Regions from separate parts of the Muntiacus reevesi genome. Here regions 2 and 3 are each linked to region 1. A link is a contact called in public Hi-C data. All regions are on one chromosome and are shown on one strand. Each heading gives the region's core, a stretch centred on a gene start, on an enhancer-like site or on the middle of the called end of the contact. The rest is flanking DNA. Distances are from core to core; before and after follow the strand shown.

Region 1 (4,052 bases), core at 996-3,495:
TGTGAAAGTGTTAGTTGCTCAGTCGTGTCTGTTTCTGCAGTAAGAATACTGGCATGGGTAGCCATTCCCTTCTCCAGGGGATCTTCTTGACCCAGGGATTGAACCCAGGTCTCCCGTGTTGCAGGCAGATTCTTCACCATCTGAGTCACCAGTAATTCTGTAGTTCTTAATCCAGGTCTCAGAGACCCCCTCAAGGTCACACTGTGACTTAGTGGCAGGGCCAGGACTAGATCCCAGCCTACAGACTCCTCCTGGAAAACTACCAGTTACGCTGAAAGGTCAGGGACTGGAAGCTGGACTACCTGGGCTTGAATCTGGGCTCTGCCACTTACCTGCCATATCATTTTGGGCAAAGTACATAACCGCTCTGGGCATCAGTTTCCTCTCTTGTAAAATAGAGATAACGCTATCTACATTTATATACTGCTATGTAGTTTTAGGCTAATAGTATTTACCCCACAGGGTTATTTTGAAACTTGCCTGAGACATCCCACGTAAAGTGAAAGAAAGTTAAAAGTATTAGTTGCTCAGTCATGTCCATCTCTTTGTGACCCCATGGACTGTAGCCTGCCAGGCTCCTCTGTCCATGGCATTCTCTAGGCAACTGGAGTGGGTTGCCATTTCTTCCTCCAGGGGATCTTCCCGACCCAGGGGTTGAACCCCGGTCTCCTGCAGTGCAGGCAGATTCTTTACCATCTGAATCACCAGGGAAGAAGCGTAATATAACTTCACCACAAGGGGCCTCAGTCATACTTGAATCCTAGCACCAACACTTAGAAAGCTGATTACCCTGGGCAAGTTTCTTGACCTCGGTGGGCTTACCTTAGTTCCTCATTTGTAAAATGAGGATTAAAACTGTATTTTCCATATGGTTAGTATGAGGATTAAACGTGGTTAGAATAGCACTCAAAAAAAAAAAAAAAGAATAGCACTCAGCATATGCCAAGCCATCTATTGGGGCAGCTATGATTAATGCTACCTCCCCTTGTGTGTTTGTAAGTGCTCAATAAGTATCAGATTTAGTTACACATAAACCACCATCATCTACCTTCAGTAACAATAAACCCTTACAGAACCACGGAGTGTTACCATTTGTAAAGTGCTTTGTCATCCATTATCACATTTAAACTGAGGAATTTATGAAGTGGACAGGGTTCATAACAACAATGGTTAATGTTTATTGAGTGTTTACTCGCCAAGTACTGGCCAAGCAGGTCCCACGTTACATCTCATTCCATCAACAATTCTAGTGTCACCAGTATCCCCATTTTAAGTGGAGGAAACTGATGCTCCCAGAGAGAAGGAACTCACCCACAGGTAGGGCTGTAAAGGGGGATGCACTTCCGACCCCACTCTGCCTGCCTGTGGAATGAAAACTACCGTTTGCTGGGATCGTACCACGCATACAGCACTTCTACGTGCTGTACAAACTTTCCCAGTTCAGCGCCTGGCACATACCGAGGGCTCAAAAAATAAACGAAGGACGCTCACAACGTCCCTGTGTGGAAAAAATGATCACTCCTCTTTCTGAAATAAAAAAATGAGACTGAACGGGAGAGGTAGCTGACTGGTAAAAAGGTCTGGACTTTGGGCCCAAAGTCAGCTACCGTCAGCTTCCGGCCTTGCTGCGCGAGCGTGAGCAAGCCACCGTCCCCGTCCCTTTACCCTCAACTGCAGAAGAGCGCCCCTCGGCGCCAAGGGTCTCCCTGAGCGGGACAGATGAATCCAGAAATTAACAGAAAAGTGTTTTACGAAGTAGGAGGCGACTGCCATGCAAGAGTTGTTACAAGGTCGACCGGCGAATGGGCGGCTGGGGCCTGGAGGGTCCCCAGGTCCTCCCCCTACCTGGGGGGATCGCACCGAACCGGGGTGGAGAGACCCTGAGGCTGGGGCAGGTCGGCTCTGGGGCCCCGGGAGAGCTCCGGAGGTTGGGGCGGGGCCCCGGAGCGGCCTCCAGGGAAAACCCAGGGCAGGCTGGGGCGAGACCCCCGGTGGTCAGGCGATAGTGTGGGCCCCGGCCGGGCTGGGGACTTAGACAGCAACCCTGAGAGAAGGCGTGGCGAACCCCCAACCCCGGCCTTCACTCCTCCCCCCACTCACCTGAGGACCTCGCGCACTTCCTCTACTCGAGATTCGCCTCTCGCCCGGTACCTCTCCTGGGGTCACCCACCAACATGGCCCCTTTACTTCCGGGCCACGACCTTGCGCCCGGAGCTGAGAGGAGGAACCGAAGGGATCCGGGAGGCCGACGGTGGCAGGAGGACTTCCGGTCTCCCCAGCCTAGGCCTCTCGGGGTGGGGCCAGGAGCCACGTTGGGCCCCGCCCCCTCTCGGGGCCCCGCCCCACAGTCCTGAGTCCCGCCTCTGTACGTGACGTCACCTAAGGATGGGCCTGGCCAGGCCATTTGGACCCCGCCCAGAGGGCCCCAGAGGGCCGCGGACAAGTGATCCGGTGGGAGAGAGGGGGAAAGCGGGGATCAGCCGTTGTGCGGGGTGGTCCCCCAACCTGCTTTCAGCTCTGTAACCTGTCAGGCCTCAACACTGCTGATCTCCGGCTGGAGCCGTGGAGGGTCCCTGGGGAGGTTTAGCACTAACAATGTTCCCTATCGTGGCTTTTAAAGCTCTTCCAGATTGCTCTCATTTTATCCTTCCATGCTGTTACCGCTCGACTGTCAAAGACCTACTGTTCAAGGTCCTCCTCAAACCTCCCCTCTAGAAGTCTTATCCAGCTCATTCCGTGCCCCTCATCCAACACACCTAGGTGTCTCTTTTGGGTCCCATAGAACTGTTTGCACATCCCAGTTAGGGCTTCACTCCTTCAAGGAAATGTGTTGTTTGGGTTTTTTTTTTTTTTTTTGACTAATCTGGGTCTTAGTTGGGGCTCTCAGGATCTTTGTTGTGGCATGCGAACTGTTAGTTGTGACTTGTGAGATCTAATTCCCTAACCAAGAATGGAATCTGGGCCCCCTGCATTAGGAGTGCAGAATCTTAGCCACTGGACCACCAGGCAAGTCCAGAAACATGTTTATTGGAGCCTGTTATTTACTAGGCACTGTTTTTTAATTTCGTCATTACTTTTTGTCTGTCATCAGATTTGAGGGCAGGAGCCATATCCCTATGGAATCTGTCTGTCAGCCATCTAGCAGGAAGGGGTGGGCACCCACAGAGCGGTTGCCCACCCATCCAATTATTCTTGCACAAATCTTTGTTTGGGGTCTCTAACGTCAATCCTAAAGAAAATCAACCCTGAATATTCATTGGAAGGACGGATGCTGAAGCTGAAGCTCCAGTACTTTGCCCACCTCATTCGAAGAGCTGACTCACTGGAAAAGACCCTGATGCTGGGAAAGATTGAGGTCAGGAGGAGAAGAGGCAACAGAGGATGAGATGGTTGGATGGCATCACTGACTCAATGGACAGGAGTGTGAGTAAACTCCAGGAGATAGTGAAGGACAGGGAAGCCTGGTGTACTGCAGCCCATGGAGTCGCAAAGAGTCAGACAGACTGAGTGAATAAACAACAACAATGTGCCATGCACTGCCACAGGAATGGCAGATGAGATGAGATCAAGTCCTCATCTTTCCATGGGGGCAGATGTAAAAGGAAGTGATAAGAATTGGGAGGAAAAATAATGCAGGAGGATGGAGAGAAAGGAGCTGCTTTTATACCTGGAATGTTGCTGGAAAGCCTGTCTGATAAGAGGACCTGAGTAGGACCTGCAGGAAGGGCATTCCAGGTATTGGCCCTCAGGTGGGCCCTTAGTCTATCCTAGGAGCAGGCAGGGAGGAGGCCAGGGCCTGGGGGAATAGAGTGAGCAAGAGGTGGAGAAGAGGCAAGACAGGAGGTCCTTATCAGGAGCGGGGGAGAGGAGACCATCTGAGACAGAAGCCAACAGAGGATTTGGAGTAAAGTGGTGATGGGATCTGACATCCATTAGTTTGTCTGTGGTTAAAAAAAAAAAAATTGTACTTAGAATTAGCCAACTGGACTTAGTTTAGATGATACAATTTGTTGGCACCACCCAAAGCATTACAGGGCCAGTCAAACCTATAT
Region 2 (4,052 bases), core at 517-3,016, 450 kb after region 1:
AGCCCCCTGGTTCTCAGGCCTGTCACTACTGGCTTTCCTGGTTCTCCTGTTTGCAGACAGCAGACTTCTTGGGGTTCCATAATCATAAAGCCAATTCCTATAAGAAATCTCCTCTTAGGTATCTCTGAATGAGTGTGAAGTCTCTCAGTCATGTCTGACTCTTTGCGACCCCATGTAGGCAGACGCTTTACCTTCTGAGCCGCCAGGGAAGTCTTCTTATGTATCTCTATATACATGCTGTTGGTTCTGTTTCTCTGGTGAGCCTTGACTAATATATCTAGACTCCCAGGGCATCTTAAACATACCTTTTGTAGTAAGTTGAATAAGGCCCCACCCACCAAATATGTCCACATTCTAATCTCCAGAACCTATGAATATGACACCTTATATACTTTACATAATATGTAACTCTATGGTGAAAAGGACTCAGCAGATACAATTAAGGTAAGATATGTCAAGAAGGGAAATTGTCCTTGATTATTTGGGTGGGCCCAATGTCATCACAAAGATCTTTATCAGAGGAGGTGGTCAGTCAGTCAAGGGAAGGCAAAAGTAAATATTAGAGTGAGCCAAGGAATGCCAGCAGCTTCTAGAAGCTGGAAGAAGCAAGGATGGATTCTCTCCCTAGAGCCCAAAGACACCAATCTGGACCTTCTGACCTCCAGAACTGTAAGATAAAACGTTTGTGTTATTTCAAACCACTAGCCTGTGGTAATGTGACAGCAGCCATAAGAAATGAATACATCTTTATTCCAGCACTGATCACACTGCATAGCAGATGCCTTTCTCACCTCAGAGCTTCTCAAGCCTGGGCACCGCTGTTTCTGACTGTTGAACACAAAGCCTTAAAAAGGACTCACAAGAGCTGCTGAAAGAACCAACAAATGGGTTAATGCTTACCGGCTTCATCCAGCTGTCTGTGTTCTGCAGCCTGAGAACACACACACATTCATATCCACATAGCTCACCTGTCCAACCACCGCCACCACCCCCAGGAGGGCACTTCTATATTTACACAGAAGCCCACTTTGGGCTGGACAGCAAATAGCTATTTCTCATGAGCATGTGGACTTTAAGAGAGGAGGGGGATTTCGCCCAAGGTAATAATTGGACAAATTAGCAGGCTGGTAAGGATGAGAAACAGAAATTTTGACGTGGTTGACTTGAAACCACAAGAATTGGGGTTGCACCACAGGACACGTAAAAATCTTCTTTTCCAACAAATAAATAATGAGAGCAAGAGACAGCCCTGATCGGAACCACATCCCCAGCCCTCTCCACCTCCGACTCCGTGCCACAACAAACAAACGATTGGGAAATGTGTACTCAATGACACCAAAAAAGGTCCGCTTTGTATCATTAACGGAGAAAAGTGGATTCCAGCTAGTGTGAACAATGCGGCCCGTTCTGCTGAAAAGAAAGTATTTAAATACACATCTATACTACATGTATATAACGTACAAAGCATAGGTACGTGTGTTTATTAGGCATAGGACAGAGGCGGGAAGAAGATCCATGAAGAGGTTAACGGTTGGATGGAGATTATAGACAGTTCCTTTTCTTTCTTACTTAAAAAAATTTGCAAAGAACAGGGCTGTTGGTGTTCTTTTTTAAAAATAAAGTTTAGATAATTCAAAATAAAAGAAATGGCGCGGTTTGTGCGGCAGGACTACGTTATGCCCCTTCCAGGACAGCCGAAGTCTCCCGTTCCCTCCCCAAATAGGAAGCTGGGCTGTGGTCTCCCCGTTAGCAATGGCGGAACCATTAGAGGAACTGTAGGCGGCAAGAGGGTGACGCGGCCAGGGGGCCTGAGAATCAGAAAACAGACAGACCTGACCGCGATGGCGGCTTTTGCCGAGTGACCCAAGGATGACCCGCTTCGGGCCCAATCTGGTACGTGGGAAGCCTGTAGTCACCCCGCGGCCTCTCCTCCCTGGACCGCCGCCCCCCCGCCCCCCCCCCCACCCAACCACCGCCACATCTTGCTCACTGCGTCTTCACCCGACCTCCCTCCCGGTGAAGGCAGGTGCCCGCCCAAGACCCCGGCCGAAAACAAATCCAAGGGATCACCCCGACCTTCCTTGGCCCCATTCACCGCCTCCCCCCACCCTTTCCTGCGGTGGCGTTTTTGTTTTAATTCATCTGAACTGGTTACAAAACCATACTCCCACGAATACATAAATAATGGAGGGGGGGGAGCAGTGTTTTAAAGAAATTCCCGCAGGGCCTGGCAAGGCAACAGCAAATGCATTTCTGCTGTATCATATTTAACTGTTTGCAAACTTCTGCTGGGAGGTTGAGCAGCGACTGTAGAAATTCCACCCCGCTTCCCCGCCCAGGGCCTAGGAGTGACTTGTAAGGAAGGGTTAAGAGGGAGAGGTAGTCAGCGGTCGGGGGCCAGGAAGATGGAGGGGAGAATGAGAAAGTGTTTGTAAGACTGCACTGTCCGCAACCCGGCTTCCCGCAGGCCAAGCATCTCCTTCCCGGACTTCGGGGCCGCGGCTCCCCGAGTCAGGCTAGGCCCCTTTAAGAGCCAGCGCGCGCCCCGGCCCCGCGTGCGCTCACTTTCCCTAGCAACCGCCCCGGGGGAGGAGGAGGTCCTGGCAACGGCGCACCAGCCCGGAGGGTCACGTGACGGCCCGCAGCTGGAACGCGAGCGCGCGCCCTGCCGCGCGCCCGCCCGCCGAGCCTGAGCGCTGCGGCGCGTGCGCGAGCGGTGCAGCACCGGCCGCGGGAGCAGGGAGTATTATGGGCTGTGGGTGCCGCTGAGCAAGATGGAGCTGTCTGCAGTGGGCGAGCGGGTCTTCGCGGCCGAATCTATCATCAAACGGCGGATCCGAAAGGTGAGCCGCCTCCCAGGGCTGGAAGCCTCGCCCCGCAGCCGAGGCCCGAGTCCGTGGGCCAGCTAGGCGAAGCGGTCCCGCTAACCCGGGCTCTCTCGCCCACCCCCGCGCCGTCGCCTCCTCGCGTCCCCGCATCTTCCCCACCCCCACTCTCCCCTTTTTTTCCTTCTCTTTTTCAGGGACGCATCGAGTACCTGGTGAAATGGAAGGGGTGGGCCATCAAGTGAGTGTCACGGGATCCAGGAGCGAGGGGGGAAGGGAGGCAGCAGACACCGGGGCCTTTTTTTTTTTTTTTTTACCTTGGGGGGGTGCGCACATTTGCTCACTCGCATGTGCCTCTGCCTCTCTGGTTTTGTTTTTTATTTTGTGCATGTATAACTCGGCAGGTACAGCACTTGGGAGCCCGAAGAGAACATCCTGGACTCTCGGCTCATTGCAGCCTTCGAACAGAAGTGAGTTTGGGAAGCTGGCAGGGGCGGCGGGGCCGAGGCTCGGCTGGGGCGCCGTGCGGGGAAGCGGGAGGGCCGGGGAGGGCAGCGCGGAGTGGGGCCCGGGAAGGGGATCGTTTTTAACCTCGGGTGTTTCTCGGCCGCAGGGAGCGGGAGCGTGAGCTGTATGGGCCCAAGAAGAGGGGACCCAAACCCAAAACTTTCCTCCTGAAGGTAACCTGGCCCAGCCCCAGCAGCCCCCTCTCGGGCCCCTAGCCTGGGCGCAACACGGGGCCTGCAGGGGAGGGACAGATCCGCGGCCGCCCAGGCGGGCGGGCCTTTCTAGAGGGGGCCCCAGCTGGGCAGGGGTTGGTTGTGAGCCCCCGACGAGCCCCTGGCAGGCGGCCCTGGCCATCTCCAGCTTCTCTGCAAGAGGGGCCTGGGAATGGGGACGAGGAGGGAGGATGATCCTTGTTCAGAAAACCAGGGTCTGGGGAGGCCAACAGAAAGAGGGTGAATGAGGCAGGTGGGAGCGGTCCACCTGCGGGGGTGGCAGGGAGGTGGCCTCTGCACGTGAGAGCCCTGCTCTCCCCCAGCCTTGAGTGGTGGGGCTCTACCTGGAATTCACGTCCAGAGGAGGAGTGGATGTGATCTCCCTCATCGGAACAGGGAGAGGCTTTTAGGGTGGGGGGCTGCCTCCCTGTCTCCAGCTTGCCTCTCAGATTTGTTCTGCATGCCTTCCCTTCCGACAGGAGGATCGAACTTAAATTTGACCTTAAGT
Region 3 (4,052 bases), core at 530-3,029, 310 kb after region 1:
TATTTTGTATTTTTCTTTTCATTCTTGCTTGTTTTAGGATTGATTGACTTTCTTATTCCTGTTTTCCCCCTCTAATAATTTGGCTAAATACTATATACTGCATTTCCATTCTTTCTGTTTACCCTGTTAATGACAACTTACAGTCTTAACTCATTAGAGTTTAAGTATATTTGCTATCTATTTTCGTTTTCCTCCTGAGGAATAGAAAGATCTTGGAACACTTTAATCCATTTACCCAAGTTCTATGCCATTGTTGTGTATTTTAGTTCTATTTTTATCCAGAAGACATTGTTATTGTAATATCAATGTTCTTCATTGTTCTTTATTCTCTGTTGCATCAGACCTCTGTCTGTGATCATCTTCCTCCAGCCTGAAGTTCTTCCGTTGGAATTTCCTTTAGGGAGGGTCTGCTACTGGCAAAGTCTTAGTTTTTGTATTTGTAAATGTTATTATTTCTCCTTGTTCTGGAAAGACATTTTCACTGGGTACATAAATCTTGAAATGAAATTTCACTCAGTTTCTAGGATGACGGTTATTTTTCTTTCAGTGCTTTGGATTATCATTTTACTGCCTTCGGGATCCTCGCCTCTCCTGTTGCTCCTCATAAAAAGTCCGTGCAAATCATTTATTTTTCTTTTCTCTTTTCCTACCCCGGACGCCTGGACTTTATTCTGAGGAGCACAGGGAGCTAGGGAAGGTTTTAAAGCACTAGGGTGATCCAGTCAGATCTGCATTCTAGAAAGCGCACTGTGGCACTGTGGACTCGGGCTTGGAGGACATTGAGAAGTGAGAAGGCGGTTGCTGCAGTCCAGAGAAAGGACAAGGGGTGTGGAGGGGAGGGGGTCAGAGAAGCAGGACTTGGCGGGTCAATGCAGGCAGGCGGTTGGGAGCCCAAGGGGCACGGATGACTCGGGTTCCTAGTGAGGACGAAAGCTGGCGCCGTGGGGCACAGAACGGTGTTGGAGTGGATGGGGATAATGAATGGATTTGTCTGAGACCTCAAGATCCATTCATTCCACAGAGTCGAACACCTACTACGTACAGAGTGTCAAGTGAGCGTGAATGGGGACTTGGGGCTGCATGGCGTCAAAATCCGTCCCGCTGCACACCTTGGATTCGCCGCGGCCAGACCTGCCACCAAGTATTGCCTGGCGGGGGGCCTTGAGGCAGCGGCCGCGTGGGGACCCGGCGTCTCAGCACAGCCGCCCGGATGGACAGACGGACGTTAAGGATGGACGCAGAGGCGCCTGCTCAGAACTGGCAAACCACGCAGCTCCCGAGCCCGGATCCAGAGAGACCGTGGTACTGAGACGCCCTGACAGGTTGAGAAACCTTGGCGGTCCCCGCCCTCCTGACACCCGAGGGTCCGCGGAGCGATCGCGTCTATTCTTTGTGAGAGGCGAGGCAAATGGCCTCACCGCTCTCCCCCGGGTTCTCATATGCCCAACCCTGGCTAGGCCGTTTCCAGACCCTCAGAGTCACCGGGAGCACTTTAGAAAACACTCCTGGGTATTAGTATTTCGTCCAACACCCTCTCCTATAGGAACCCGCGCCAAATAAGTCCCGCGGGCCGCCGGCTTTGCAGAGAGACGCCAAACGCGAGGCCCGGGGGCGGACCTCCAGAGGGGGCGGGCCCAATCGGGGGCGGAGCCATGGAGGGGCGTGGCCGGCTAGACGAGAGCCGAGCCCCCGCTCCGCCCCGCCCCGCCCCGCCCCCGCCCCCGCCCTGCGCGCTCGCCCGCCGGCTCGCTCGCGCCGAGGAAAACGTTGCGCAGGTTCAAAAATGGAACGTCGGCGGCGTGAGGGAGCGCGAGGGGGTGTGCGCGCGTGCGCGTGCGCGTGCGCGCCCGGGCGAGGGTGACGGGGACCCCGCCGGCCCGAGCATCGCGCGCCGCAGCCGCGGCCCCGCAGCTCCGCCCCCGGCCCGGCCCGGCCCCGGGCCCGCTCGCCCGCCGCCCCGCATGGAGCTGTCAGCCATCGGCGAGCAGGTGTTCGCCGTAGAGAGCATCCGGAAGAAGCGCGTGCGGAAGGTGAGGCTGCCCGGGGGGCGGCTCCCAGGACCCCTGTGGGGTCCCCTTCTGTCCCCAGTACTGTCCCCTCTACCCTGGAGGCGAAGGAGAAAGTGGGGGCGGGGGGACCCAGGCAGCCCCGCGCTGCCGGGCCCGTATCCCCAGCCCGTGCCTCAGTTTCCCCCGCCACTTTGTAGGGAGAGTAGAATTAAAAGTTGTCGCCCCAGGATGCTGGGGGCAGCTAAGCCAGCCAAAGCCGGAGATAAAGATCGGACTGGAGGAACCCCGAACGCTATCCTTTCTCATCCTCCTCTCATTAAATATGGGGAGACTGAGGCCCAAGTTGAAGAAATAGCTTGCCTCGTGTGTTCGCATCGGAGCTGGGTCTCGAACTCAGGACTCTGTACTCTTGGTGCCAAGTCCTTTGAAGTTGGAGGAGGAGCTTTGGAAAAGCCTCCTCCCGTCTCTTAAGTTTAACTGCTGGACTTCGACCTTTTCCGATCCCCTCCACACCCCCACCTCCGCGTCTCTCCCCCTCTTCCAGCGCACACCCCCTCAGTCTTCCCCTCCCCGACTCCCAGCCCCGCCCGGCGGCTCAGTGAAGCCGCCTACGGCGCTTCGGCATCCTCAAAGCTCCTCCCCCTTTGCCTTCGCCTCCAAAACATACACCCGGCGATTTAAGGAGGCATCTGTTCTGCTGGGTTCGGTCCCCGCTCCTCGGGCCTGGACTTTGGCCGTGCCCATTTCCGGTGCACACGTTTGCAAAGTAGTCTGGCCCCAGGCTGGAAGTTGGGAGTGGAAGGCTTTGGGGAAATTTCCTGTCCCAACACTTAAAACCACTGTCCTTTTATCTCCTCCCTGCCGCCCCTTGGGAGGCTCTAGCGGCAGGGCTGGTAGTTCACTTCCTCCCATTTGACGGAGGCACAAACTGAGGCCCGGGCTGGGGAAGTGACCTGATCAAGGTCACACAGTAAGTTAGAGATGAGTGCAGAGCAGGAGCTCAAGTTGGCTGATTGCCAACTCATCTTTCAAGGGAGAGAACTTAGCCCTGGTATCTTGGGCTAAGGGTCATAGGGTCAAGGTAGGCCATGACCTTTTCCTTTCTTCCCCCAACTCCAATGGGGTTGAGTTTTGTCTTCTTGTCGGGGCTGCCCCTTCTCCTCCCTTCCCTCAGGGTTTCCTCAATTTGAATTTGTTCGTCAAAACCCAATGCTTTCCATGCAGTGTAGCCTAAACTCATACATTAATTACCCCTTTCTACATGGGGCCTGAGAAAGTAGCGCCAGAGAGTGAGGAGCACTGTTCCTTTCACATTCATTCAAAATTTTGAGGACCTCTTATATACCAGGCACCAGTCTAAGTGCCAGGGGAGGGAGCTCCAGCCTTTGTGGAGCTGGCATACTGGTAGAGGAGACCGGCAGCAAAAGAGGAAGTAAACAGATGCTTTCCACTGGGGTTGTGTACCACACAGAAAGAGAACTGTAAGGTGGGAGGGAGGGTGGCCAGGGCAGGCCTCTTTGAGGAGATGACATTATCTTGGTCTTAAAGTTCTAGTGTGGAGGGGTATCACCTGTCAGATGGGGTTGGACTGGGAACTCTTAAAGGCCCCTATTACCTGTGCGGAAGGGAGGAACCTGGCTCTTATTTTCTCACTCCTGGAGGGAGGGATGAGCACCCTTTCTCACGGTGGGGACTGTCCGCCTTCTCTGGGGCCCCGCCAGGGTCTTTTGACTTGACAGTAAGTTGAGAGTCTTGGAGTCACTAGCCTGTCCCCCCTGTCTCACAGGGACGGGGCTGATGGGGCTAGAGGCCTGGGGGACTCCCCAACGAGGAGTTTTCTAGGACTTGGAGACTCTTCTAATTTAAAAAAAGAAAGAGAATTATCGTCTTTGCACTGGCACACTGGACACTAGATCTTTGGCCATGCACGTTCCCCACTCGTGACATGGGCTCCAAGCTTCTACCACAGGTGCCCCTGACATGTGACATGGGCTCCAAGCTTCTACCACAGGTGCCCCTGACACGTGACGTGGGCTCCAAGCT

What was found. A called contact is a pair of places that touch in the nucleus more often than the background predicts.
Region 2: a contact with region 1 is called in a Hi-C map of blood, with 4 times the contacts expected there. The contact joins the promoter of CBX6 here to the promoter of LOC136174278 in region 1. A contact is called at or near these places in 2 of 3 Hi-C or Micro-C datasets (blood and muscle).
Region 3: a Hi-C map of muscle shows a contact between it and region 1, with 5 times the contacts expected there. The contact joins the promoter of CBX7 here to the promoter of LOC136174278 in region 1. A contact is called at or near these places in 2 of 3 Hi-C or Micro-C datasets (blood and muscle).

The regions. Positions count from the first base shown.
Region 1 is chr1:54,501,119-54,505,170 of mMunRee1.1, reverse strand. It overlaps LOC136174278 (mitochondrial ribosome and complex I assembly factor AltMIEF1), which reads right to left and starts at 2,245. Exons shown (of 3, transcript XM_065944318.1): 1 at 2,101-2,245.
Region 2 is chr1:54,052,686-54,056,737 of mMunRee1.1, reverse strand. It overlaps CBX6 (chromobox 6), which reads left to right and starts at 1,766. Exons shown (of 5, transcript XM_065944029.1): 1 at 1,766-1,893; 2 at 3,023-3,066; 3 at 3,230-3,295; 4 at 3,439-3,505. The coding sequence starts at 1,870.
Region 3 is chr1:54,186,900-54,190,951 of mMunRee1.1, reverse strand. CBX7 (chromobox 7) reads left to right here and starts at 1,779. Exons shown (of 6, transcript XM_065944124.1): 1 at 1,779-2,030. The coding sequence starts at 1,962. All of the region lies in intron 2 of LOC136174190 (a long non-coding RNA gene), which reads right to left.